2 separate regions of the Siniperca chuatsi genome follow, and region 2 is linked to region 1. Evidence: chromatin contacts called from public Hi-C data. All regions are on one chromosome and are shown on one strand. Each heading gives the region's core, a stretch centred on a gene start, on an enhancer-like site or on the middle of the called end of the contact. The rest is flanking DNA. Distances are from core to core; before and after follow the strand shown.

Region 1 (5,913 bases), core at 2,108-4,607:
CTACAGCTGCTGCTGCGAAGCAGAGAGGACGAGACGGTTTCCCAGAGCCAGCACATCAGCTCCAGACAGCGACGCTCACAACTCTCCTGCTACTATAGCTAACATCACAACAGCACATCTTGGCAAACTAGAAAGTAAGCTGAATGTCCGTGGGCAAGTCCAACGTTACCTGGGCTGGAATGGCTGGAATAGTGTCCGAGCCACTTTGTTTGTTTCCCATTTACAGAGCCAGGGCTGTGTACAAACACTGGAGTTTGTTTCAGCGCACACACAGAACGGACAGCTAGAGGAACGTGAGGAGATATTCGCTGAATTTGACAAAAACGTGTATTGGATGAGAATCGCATACCCAACCTTTAAAGTGACCTGATCTTCTAATCTATTAACTTTTATATGTACACGCACTCATTATCACTAATTATTGTTAATATATGTATAATATATATATTGTTTCTATTATGGCAAGTGGGTTTGTGTAACCGATATCAGATAACAATTTGCATATAGGCAGGCATATTAAATGTGCTTAATTCATTTTGTATACGTGGGTGCATACATCTCTTATATCAGGAGACTGTATAGATGTTATAGTGGCATTTCCATTACATGTATCATAAATTAAATGGCTCTATGGCACTCAGTAGTGCGACTATGTCCACCAACAATTTGTCAACAAATGCCAGTTCCACGTGTCAGACTTTCATTGCAGCTTGAAATGTTTTTCCATACCTCATTACCAACCTGTTTTACATGAGGGAGGGCGCACACATTTCCCTGACTGTGCCTGAAGTGGTACATGAAATATGCTTTTGAAAATTCTTGTCACTTTTAAGAGTTTTAGCCCATTATCATATTATCTAGCCATTCAAGACTATTAAGTATTTGTGCCAAGGTTTGTCTTTCTACCGCTGTAAGAGAAAAATACTACAGGACAGTTATGTCTAAACCAGAATGAGCTAAAAGTGCCTCCACAATGCTTAATTTGAACAATAATGGAGGATTTGTCAATTTTTCTATTTAGGAACACTGAATTTGATTGGTATGACATGCCTCCATTCAGAGTGTATGCGTGTCGGTGATGGGTGACATCCATTGCCATGGCAACCCTTTGGCTAGCCAGTGGAAATCAGTTTTTCCCTTGCACCATGACCAAGCTTTGGTGACGGTATGATAATTGTACAGGTTATGTTGGTTTGATCTACTTAACAGAGATGATTCAACGATTTTACATGGGAAGAAGTGCAATGTAAACACACACTCACACTTGTGTGAAGATGATGGGCGAAGCCTTCTCCCAAAAGGAAGCGCTTACCTTTTATGTGAAGAATTAGGATTTACACCTTAAAATCTAGCCAGGGAGGTGAAGACTCCAGCTTGATGTTGAAGCTGGAGCCTGACCAAAATGACTGACGTTGTAGAGATCAGTTGGATCAATCCTCCTCGTCTTTTATCCCACGTATAGATGCTGTGAGCAGGTGTTTGAACCCTAACACTATTTTCCACTGTCCTTCATAACATTTCTGGATTTGTGGCGGGATATTACCCACTCCAGGGCAAAACTGCAGATCTCTTTGATGGTGAGAAACCATTCTGAAATGATGCATTTCTTGCTTGGCTTTGGAAAAAAAAAGGTATTTGAAGTGAAGCACTTCTGCGCTGCCTCATCAGATATCTTTAGATTTGTGATTGATTCCCCAGCCTGTGAGCCTATTCTGAGATAACATGGTTAAATTGGAAATAGTTACTTCTGAACTAATGCAGGGAGGGGAAACGAAATCATTTGAGGATGAAGGAGGAATTAATCTGCATTTGCACCAGTTTTGATGCCTGTGCTGTACAGAGTGTGATGACAGAAGAATGTTTTCTCTACTCTCTGCTTGAATTCCACTGATCTCTTTAACCTCAGCACACTCAGCACAGGTGATGAGGTGACCCTTGCACATATTATTAATATTACTATTACCTATTAATCCTGTCAGAATCTGGTACTAGTCCTGACTGAGTACATACAGAAGTGTGTTTTGGTGCACTTTCTTCCTCCTTCATTATGGAGGCTACTTGGCAGTTTAACCTATCTATGGTCACCCAAACACAGAAACCAGTCTCTACCACCATTAGGAGGAGAAAAAGAGAGGGAGGCACAATGCAAATACCACCTAGATTTTTTTTTAAATAGTAGAATAGTAATTGTAGTGTTAATGTTAATAAATTCGTAATAATAGGAATGACAGCTATAGGAAAAATAATAATATAATAATGTCAGTATTAGTAACAGAGCCAATAACAACAACTGTAGTAGCAGTTGTCGAGCAGGAACACGGGGGCAGCAAGTGGCCCACCACAGATCCAGACTCTGCAGCTCCGGAGGCAGAAATACCTGCTGAAAGCGACAGGAGGAGAGAGGAGAGAGACGAGAAAGCACAGAACTACGAGAGAGAGAAGATGTCGAGTTAGTAACATGCAGTAATGGGATAAAAATCCATACAGATGGAGAGGGAGGGAAGGAGAGATGAAAGAGGTGCATCATGGGAAGTCTCCCGGCAGTCTAGGGCTATAGCAGCATAACTAAGGGATGGTTCAGGATTCACCTAGGCCAGCCCTAACTATAAGCTTTATCAAAGCTTATAGTTAGGAGCTTGATAACTGAAGGCTCTGGCTCCCTTTCTACTTTTGGAGACTCTAGGAACCACAAGTAACCCTGCATTCTGGGAGCGCAGTCTTCTATAAGGTATTATGAGATCTTTACGATACAATGGTGCCAGACCATTATGAGCTTTGTAGGTCAGGGGAAAGATTTTAAATTCTATCCTGGATTTTACAGGGAGCAAGTGCAGAGAAACTAATATTGGAGAAATATGATCTCTTTTCCTAGTCCTTGTCAGGACACGTGCCACAGCATTCTGGATCAATTCGAGCAGCCGGATAATAAAGAATTGCAATAGTCCAGCCTAGAAGTAACAAATGCATGCACTAATTTTGCGGCATTGATTTTTGCAACGTTACGTAGGTGAAAAAAGGCCGTCCTTGAAGTTTGTTTCACGTGGGTGTTAAAGGATAAATCTTGATCAAAGATAACTCCGAGGTTCCTCACGGTGCTGCTGGAGGCCAGGACAATGCCATCTAAAGTAACTATATCTTTAGATAATGTGTCTCTGAGGTGTTTGGGACCAAGTGCAATAACTTCAGTTTTGTCTGAGTTTAACATCAGAAAGTCGCAGGTCATCCAGGTCTTTATGTCCTTAAGGCATGCTTGAAGTTTAGCTAACTGGTTAGTTTCATCTGGCTTGATCGATAGATATAATTGGGTATCATCTGCACTTTACACCCAACATTGCATCTTGAATACATACCTTTAGCGTACCAATCTGTGTAATCACATGTTGTTGACGTTATGGGCGTTACGTTCCAACTGCAGCTTGCGTCAGAAACTACTTCCGGTAGTCACGTAAGGTAGGCTTCAGGCATAAACAGTGCAAATACGGGGCGAAAGCAAGCGTACCCAACAGCCCGGGGTGGTGTGTAACTGCAGACCTGTTTGTTCACTAACCGCATGTCTCATCCAGGTCAACAGCGCGATTATTTTTTAGCCGTATGTTATTTTTTCTCCATGTTTGCTCGAGCAGGATGTCTTCCCAGGGTGGCATGGACCGGCTGTCGAAGGTCATTGCCGCTAGCTTGACTAAAATTATAGCTAGCTAGCTAGCTTAAGAAATCAACCACAGACAGACCATTATATATAAAAAAAATACTTGCACCCATGGAGACGTACTGTTGACAATAGAGAATAGTACAACATTGCCGGATTATCATTTACGCTTCACAGAAGTTGAAAATGCTAAATGGACTAAACGTTAGTCCATTTACTTAACGTAACGTTACCTTTACCATGCCGAACAGAAGTGTTTCATAATAATCTCACATAATTCGAAGTTGAATACATTTTAAAGTGCCTTGTTCATCGGCAAACACACATCGCGTGTAGCCTTTACGATTCAACAGGTTCATCTAGCAAATTCGGCATGCATGTGATCCATTAACAATCCATTATTTCATTAAAAAAAAAATCAACCTTTATCATCGGCCGTCCTGTTGTTGTCAGCGTTAGCTAACTTTACCTCTGTTATCGTCCACCAAATTCTTGGCGGTGTGCGGTTGTGAAGCAATTAGAAACATTTGGATTTAACTGAAACAAGTACTGGGAGGTGTATCAAGTGTATACCGAATGTAAAATAAGGTGGTCACGTTTCATTAAACATTGAGAGGCACGTTTTACGAAGTGTTATTCGTTTTCACATTATAGTGCCGTCTCGATATTGCCATATTTTAATGGAGTTTGGCATGTCCCCTACCCACGTCAAATCTGAGCTAATTACCAGTGCCAGTGAAGAGCATGTGTACTCCTAATCCAGGATTACCTAGCACACAAACCGCACTGGAGTTGTAGACCAGGCGTTATAATAAGGAGTAAAACAACGGTATTTAAGACGTGGTAAAATCAGTAGCTAGGACTGTAACAATGCGCATGGGTATTTTCAGACCAGTGGTTAAACAACAGTTAAATGTTATTTTGATGCTAATTATTAGCCTTCAGTCCGTCTCTTCCTGTGATATCTTCACGTTTCTAAGGTTATTGCATGAACCTGGTCATAATGTTCATTCGTGTATTGTGTCCGTTTAATTCCAGAAGATTCTAATGTACAACAGTAGAGCAAATGCCTTAAAGTACTGTATGCTCCAATATTGTGCTTTTGTCTTTTTCAGAATGGGGAATTTCACATCCTCCACTGCTGGGGGTCTGTCCAGCACAGCCTGTGTACAGTATGTTAGGGTAAGTAGATGCTTACTGAACTGTTATGAAGTGGACCCAAAAGTAGCATCTGTATCATATCATCATATTTAAAAAAAAAATAATAATAATAATATATGTATATATTCTAACGCTATGACAGACAAGACCCTGAAATATCCAGAAAGTAGTGCAATGTGACGTTAATTCCCAGACAATTGCTGATTATTTAGCAAGTCTACATTTCCCATATGATGAGGTGAGGGTTAAATTTGAATTGTAACTTTTAGAAAACGTATGATTTTATAAAGTTGTTCGATTGTAGAGGATGAATGTACTGAGTTCTGTTTATGCATCATCTGGCACAGTTTTCTCACTGACTAAAAATTAACCATGGAAATTTAAAAATAATTCAGAGTTAAGGTTCCTTTGCCTTTGCCCAGCAACTCACTTAAGGCCTGGTATGTGTGGTCTATTTCTGTGTTCTACTGATATTTAATTAAATCGTATTTTTGCCTGACCTTTCAGGAGGTGGTGTCACAGAACTGTGTTGTGATATTTTCCAAGACCACCTGTCCTTATTGCAAAATGGCCAAGAACGTGTTCAATGAAATTGGTGCGACCTACAAAGTGATTGAACTGGATGAGCACAATGATGGGAGGAGACTGCAAGAGGTCTTAGCTCAGATGACTGGTGCCAGAACGGTAAGCGCTTCATATTGTATGTTGGGATCCGAATTTAAAGTAACTTCACAGCCTGTTATTTCAGCATCTATTGAAAAAAGAATAAACACATGCATATTTGACAGTTTGCTTGTTCTGGCAGCTCTGCATTTAAGTTAAATTTAGGTTGACTTGACTGGTGTTTTTGCAGTTGTACAGTGGTGTTACAGAGTAGAGGTTCTTCCCACACAAGTTATCTGTGGCTGAGTACCTTGGGCTGAACAATCAAAATATTATCAAAATCGCAATATGGCCAAATGCAATATCCAAAATGCAATTTTTTGATAAGGTAAAATGTGTCATAACACACCATTATAAATGGTGTGTTATGACACAGTATTGTGTCACAAAGTATTGTGGTGCTACAGATATGCCCCGGCCTACAAATCATATTCTCCAGACAT
Region 2 (5,913 bases), core at 1,532-4,031, 250 kb before region 1:
TATATATTTGTTATACTGTATTTGCCTTTTTTAGATAGTACAGTATAGAACTATGTGAGTGAGGAAAGAGAGATGGAGGAAGAAATGCAACAAAGATGCCTATTTAATGTCTAAAGTCTAATTATTGATGGTTGACAAAAAAGGTCTGGGTCAGGTTGCTCAAGCTTTTTACAAACCCATCACTGAGTTTGTGTACAGCTAAAGTTTACATTGTTGGAGCGCTCCAGTAGCCCAATCTCTCCCCTTGTTTCCTGTCTGCCACACTTTTGTCTGTCCAATTAGTGTAAAAATGTTTACATTGTTACAGCATTTAACAGCATTCACTTCATTCAAGTGTATAACCATATTTCATATTACATATTTTACTCTTCACTCTTAACAGGCAACATATTAGCAGGCTAATGACAGCTTTGTTAGTTGGTTCAGATAGCTACACCTAACACTAAGTTTGTGTGTTAAGTGCTTCAAAAGTACCTCAAATGTAGGTACAGCTATGACTTTATTTTATTTCTATATCCATACATGAAGAAGTGTGTTTCACTGTTAGTTGGATGTATGCAGTTTAAAATGTACAGTCTGTACTTTGAGGTATACATTATGTTATTTTTGTGAAATGTAATTTAAATCTTACATGTTTACACTGTAATTAAACAATATTTCAATCAAGTCTCAGGTCAGAAACAACCCTATTCCTGTAACGTTACTTACTCTTCACTCTAAACAGATAACATATCAGAAAGTTAACGTTAGCTTTGTTAGATGGTTCAGTAAACTGCACAATAGACACCTAGAAGTACTGGGTGTAAATGTTTATTAACCACTACTCTTTACATTAGAACTAGTTTGTGTAGTTCAACCTGTTTTAATTTAGTGATAAGTAAATCTCCACAGAGTAAACACTTAACTTATAACTAAGTTTGAATTTACAAAGAGCTGGACCAACCAGTGTGCTGGTGTAAATCCATGTGCAGAGATGGTGGGAATTAGTGTAACTGAAAGTTATGTTGACTAAAATGATTACTAGAAAATAACAGTTTGTTTTACTGTGTTTGTTAGATGCTGGGTAGCCTTGGGGAGACAGTGCAAAGGAATTAGGTAGAGGATTATAGGTTTTTGGATGGTAAAAAGAATGGGAGGAGGAAGATTTGCTTTAATATAATCTTTATCATGGTGGCTAATTTGTTTAGGAAAGGAACACCACCTTATATCTTCTTATATATTTGTTACTGGTTTTAAATGTGAACATATATGGACATATACTGTATGCGCACACCTGTGTGTGTATGCATGTTCATGTCTTTGTTTCTTACTCCAGACACCAATCAATAAAAATCTGGTCACCAAAAACAACAGTGACTGGTCAAAATGTAATATTTAACTTATCCTTACCACATACAGAGGCCTTTGCAGAAGGACACAGCTGTTCCAGGAATTGCTCAACAGTGACCTCCTGAGGTTGCTCCACAGAGACAAAACACAGAAATAAGACGACATTATAAACTGGAGGGGCCAAAGCATAGTGACTCACAGCAACTGTTTTCAATAATATAATAAACCATTTTTATACTAAGCAAGTTAAACTTTTCTCACGTTAAAGTTTTGTATTTTACTGTTTATGCCATATGTACTTACATATCAGCATCAACACTGATGGATAAAAAATTGCTCTTTAGATTAAACAAATGTTCCCTGAATAGGGTTTATGAAGTCAGTCATTGGGGCGGAGAGACAGACAGGCGGATATACAGAGCAGAGGTTAAAACAGATGGCACTGAATATTCAAATTATTTGCAATTACAGACAAGCAGAATGCAACAAATATAAACTCTTCTACTAGACACTGTCCATCTGCTGGGTGTTCATTTGAATGGAGTATAGAAATGATTGACTAAACTAAAGAAAGAAAGAAAAAAGAAAGAAAGAACACAAAAGTCATCAGGACAACACATTTGGTTGAAACCATAGCTTTATCCCAAATTCATACACCATACAAAATTCATACAGTATATAGTACATATCAATTGTCATAGTATACAGTTTTACCAAAAAATCAGCATGCATTACCATTTTAAACTAACAGGAAATCAAACTGCAACTGCAGAAAGTCATTGCCTGTTTTTCCTAAGATTTCAAGTTATCAATACAGCCACATGCCCTGGGAATAGGGCATATGCAGGTATTCATAACTCAAATCTGAGGAAAAATGATTTAAGATCTTTCTGAAGCTTTCTCACCACCACCCACAATTTATTTTTTGTGAGCAGTTAACTCCATTTCCTTTGTGCAATGCATTTAGTAGTGTCCATTGACAGCACACTCAAAAATTGACTTGGCAACTCACACTGAAACAATCTAGATGGATAAATAGCACAACAGAAAACAGGACACATGGGTAACACTTTACAGTTTGGTTATATTAGATAAAACAGTAAAAAGCATTCTAACTTTATGTTTAATATATTTTTAACCACAAAAAATCCTGTACATTGCAATATAATAAACAGTCATATTGTTGTTAAGATTTCTATACAGAAGCGCTGATTCAACCCTGCTTGAAGCTTTATGTTTGTAGCATGTAAATGAAGTAGATAAAATATCAGAAACAAATGTTTAATCTAAATGGTTTAATGGCTAAAAATCAACTGATAATTATCATGTTTTGTGGGTCAGTCTTGTTCAGAGCACAGCTGAGAGGCAACTGTGAGAACAGAGGCAGATTTAAATCCCACTGGGCCACCCACACTATATTCCATTCCCATAGGGGCTCACCATGCTAGATGTATGGATGCACTTACTTTAGGCCTATAGTGGTGGTGCATTGGCTAAAAATATCCACCTACAGCATATATGGATTACTAGAGGGTCATGGAGGACATGGGTACGGACCACAAAATTGGTAAAAACGATAGCCGTTCTACATTTGGATATAAATAAATTTAGAATATTAATCTGTCTAAAATGTATGAATGTAGTAAGAAGTCGAGGATTCATTGCAAAACCCCCACAATGCCACTGTTTAAACAGGGAGGTCTTCCAAGCCATTATTTTCACGCATACTGTAGGTTCCTGATAAACAGTATTTTTTTTAGACCCATTCCATATTTCTCCACTAGAGGACAGAAGCGATCCACAAGGATGCTGGAGCAGCAAACTGAGGGGGAATGTGGAACTAAATAAATAAATAGTATACAAGAATCAATTGGAATATTTTAAATTACAGATTTTCTATTATTAAGGCATGGTTGGGCAAGAACAGAAACGAACACCAGCTGGTTTTATTACTTCCAGTAACCCTATTATTGACCTGAACTTTCCTGCTCAGCCTGTTGGTTTTGGTTGCACGTTAAAAAAAGGACATAAAGGAAAAGCTTGTTATCTGACCTTTACAGTGTTTAAGTATTTGAGGGAGCACATTTTCTACACTCTGTTTTCAGCAACTCTGTGCTTCACACTCATTTAGTTGCACATATCCACACAGAAGGGGTTGATGGAGTACTAAAGAACTGAATTCTGACTATTTAGGCTATTTCTGACTGTGGTTGTGCCCATCTTTTACCACTTATGGACTTCAACTACACAGTAACTACAGCAAAACGTGATTGAAAAGGGTTAAATTTTCCCTTCCAAATTTGAAGACTTTAACAAAATACAATTAAAATACAATTTGACTGAAGGAAAACATGATACATTATGATACTAATTATCTTTTTTATTTTTAAATTACTTAATTTTTAGCAATGGGCTATTTTTCTAAAATTATAGTCAAATCAAGTCAGTTTATTTATATAGCCCAATATCACAAATTTTCCTCAAATTGCTTTACAATCTGATCAGCATAGGACACCCTCTGTCCTTAGACCCTCGATTCGGATAAGGAAAAACTCCCACAGATGTGCAGTAGATGTCAGTAGGCCATGCATCATTCTCATCAGCAAAAAAGGAATTTCTAATATATCTCATTTGGGCAAACTTCTAAATTCACAATTTACTATATGTAAAATACATATGATGTTCAAGTGTTAAGGATATGAATAATTTATCTGACTGACATAATGAACCTAAAATATGTCCCATAAATAATTCTGCTACTTTTTAATTTGGGAATTTGTACTTTTTTTTTTAAATGAATGAATGAACAGATTTTCAGTGCAGGTCAGATGGCATATGTCTTTATGTATCTGCCATCTAGAGCAAATATTGTAATGCTCCTGATGAGCAGCGCTTCTCAGTGGATCTGTTTGAGATTGTTGCTAGAGCAGCTAGCATGTTGTCTTTGGCTGCTAGGATAATCCGAGCCTGTTTATTCAACAGGATGAGCATGAATGTTTAAGCCCACAGCAAACAAACAGCCAAGCCCTCCCTAAGGATTTCAGCTTAATGCTAATGATATACAGTAAGCAGTAACCATTTTTTTCACAGGTTAATGAACTGGGTGTTTTCAACCAACCGAGAGATTTACTTTTCAACACTGCATAGGCTGATATGTGAAAATGACAGATTGTCACGATAAGCTTAGTCTTAGCTGTCGTTGGATTTCTACAGAGTCAATACTCATTTATGTTCCAGTGCTTCTCCTACTTTGATCCTCATGTTTCTTACAGCTGACTGTCAAGAAGAGAGGCCCTGTTAAAACGCATGGCTGACCGACTCAAATCTGATCTATCTCCTCTATGCAGCTGAGCCTCCTGCAGCTCTTTGCTCACAAAGGAATAATGAATGATTCAGAGTGATGAAACAGGAGGTCGCTGCAGAGTTCAGCCCCTTGTTTCAAAAAGCCCAAACGTGGCCCATCAACGCACCGCGAAAATTACTTATTGAAAACCTGTAGAGAGAGAAAGCAGTGTATTCAACACCACAGCGACTAGTCAAAAAGCTACTTTAAGGATGGACGATGAGACAGATATCAACAAAGACAGAAGATAGGTGGGATCACTCTGAATTTTGCCAGGCGGCCAAAGCAGTGTTGACTCAATGCCAATATATTTGTGTTAAGGTTCAAGTTATATTGATGATAAACAGGTGAAGACATTGATTGCTCTTTTATTACATAATTTATTTACCAGTGAGTGCTGTCCATGTCTGTTATCATACAAGATCCCCCTTGACAGCTACATCTTTAAAGTGGCTATAATTGATCATTTTATAATAACAATATATCATCAAACGACAATGTAAAACCATGTGACAATATAAAAAATGAACCTGCAGAGAGTTAACAGTTCACAGTTAGAGTCACCTGACATCCGCAGCTCCCCTCTGCTTTACGTAGTTTTATAGTGTCTTTCAGCTCATTGTTTTGCTGTCCGGCCCGCAACTTTACTATTTTGGTTCACTCTCAGTGTTGTTTTCGGCCGCGGCAGGCAGCTGTTTTTAGCAAAAAAGTTGCAGGTTTAAATCTTTAAAACCTACAATGAAATTTTTATTTATTTGATAATCTCATTTACACCATACCTAAGATATCTTCAACCACTAAATATGTGTGAAGGGTTACTGTGAAGAAAGCTGTAAAACTGTAAACTAGACTTACATTACCATGGTAGAATTTTCAGTGTGGTCCGCAGGGTGTTTCAGTAAGTTTCCTAACAAGAATAGAATAAAACTGCTGGAAAAACAGAATATTTTGAAGGGTCAAAATGTTAAGATCTTGAATGTCTAAAAATACTGGAAATGTGTCTTCAAAATCCCATATCACTCCAAACTGAGTCTGTATCTTTCTCTGTCTTTCTGCTCTGTCAGCAGTGGAGGAACTAAGACTCTCACAGTTCTCAATCTAAAGAAAAAATTCGACAATGCAATATGGGAAGCTGATGTAACCAAATGAATTTTATTTCCTTAAGGCAAATGCTTTCACAGACTGGAACTCCGTGTCATTTTGCAGCCTGAAAAGAAATGCATTCTGTGGGCTCATATAAA

What was found. A called contact is a pair of places that touch in the nucleus more often than the background predicts.
Region 2: a Hi-C map of liver shows a contact between it and region 1, with 4 times the contacts expected there. The contact joins the enhancer-like site here to the promoter of glrx2 in region 1. A contact is called at or near these places in 2 of 3 Hi-C or Micro-C datasets (liver and skeletal muscle).

What each region holds. Positions count from the first base shown.
Region 1 is chrLG6:5,120,537-5,126,449 of ASM2008510v1, reverse strand. It overlaps glrx2 (glutaredoxin 2), which reads left to right and starts at 3,357. Exons shown (of 4, transcript XM_044198492.1): 1 at 3,357-3,450; 2 at 4,762-4,828; 3 at 5,315-5,491. The coding sequence starts at 3,392.
Region 2 is chrLG6:5,365,044-5,370,956 of ASM2008510v1, reverse strand. No RefSeq gene overlaps it. Among protein-coding and RNA genes, the nearest start is that of LOC122877991, 4.3 kb to the left of the region's middle. Within about 2 kb of position 2,781, the one cell type or tissue checked has an H3K27ac peak away from gene starts, as active enhancers do. A contact at or near this core is called in liver, where this site is marked.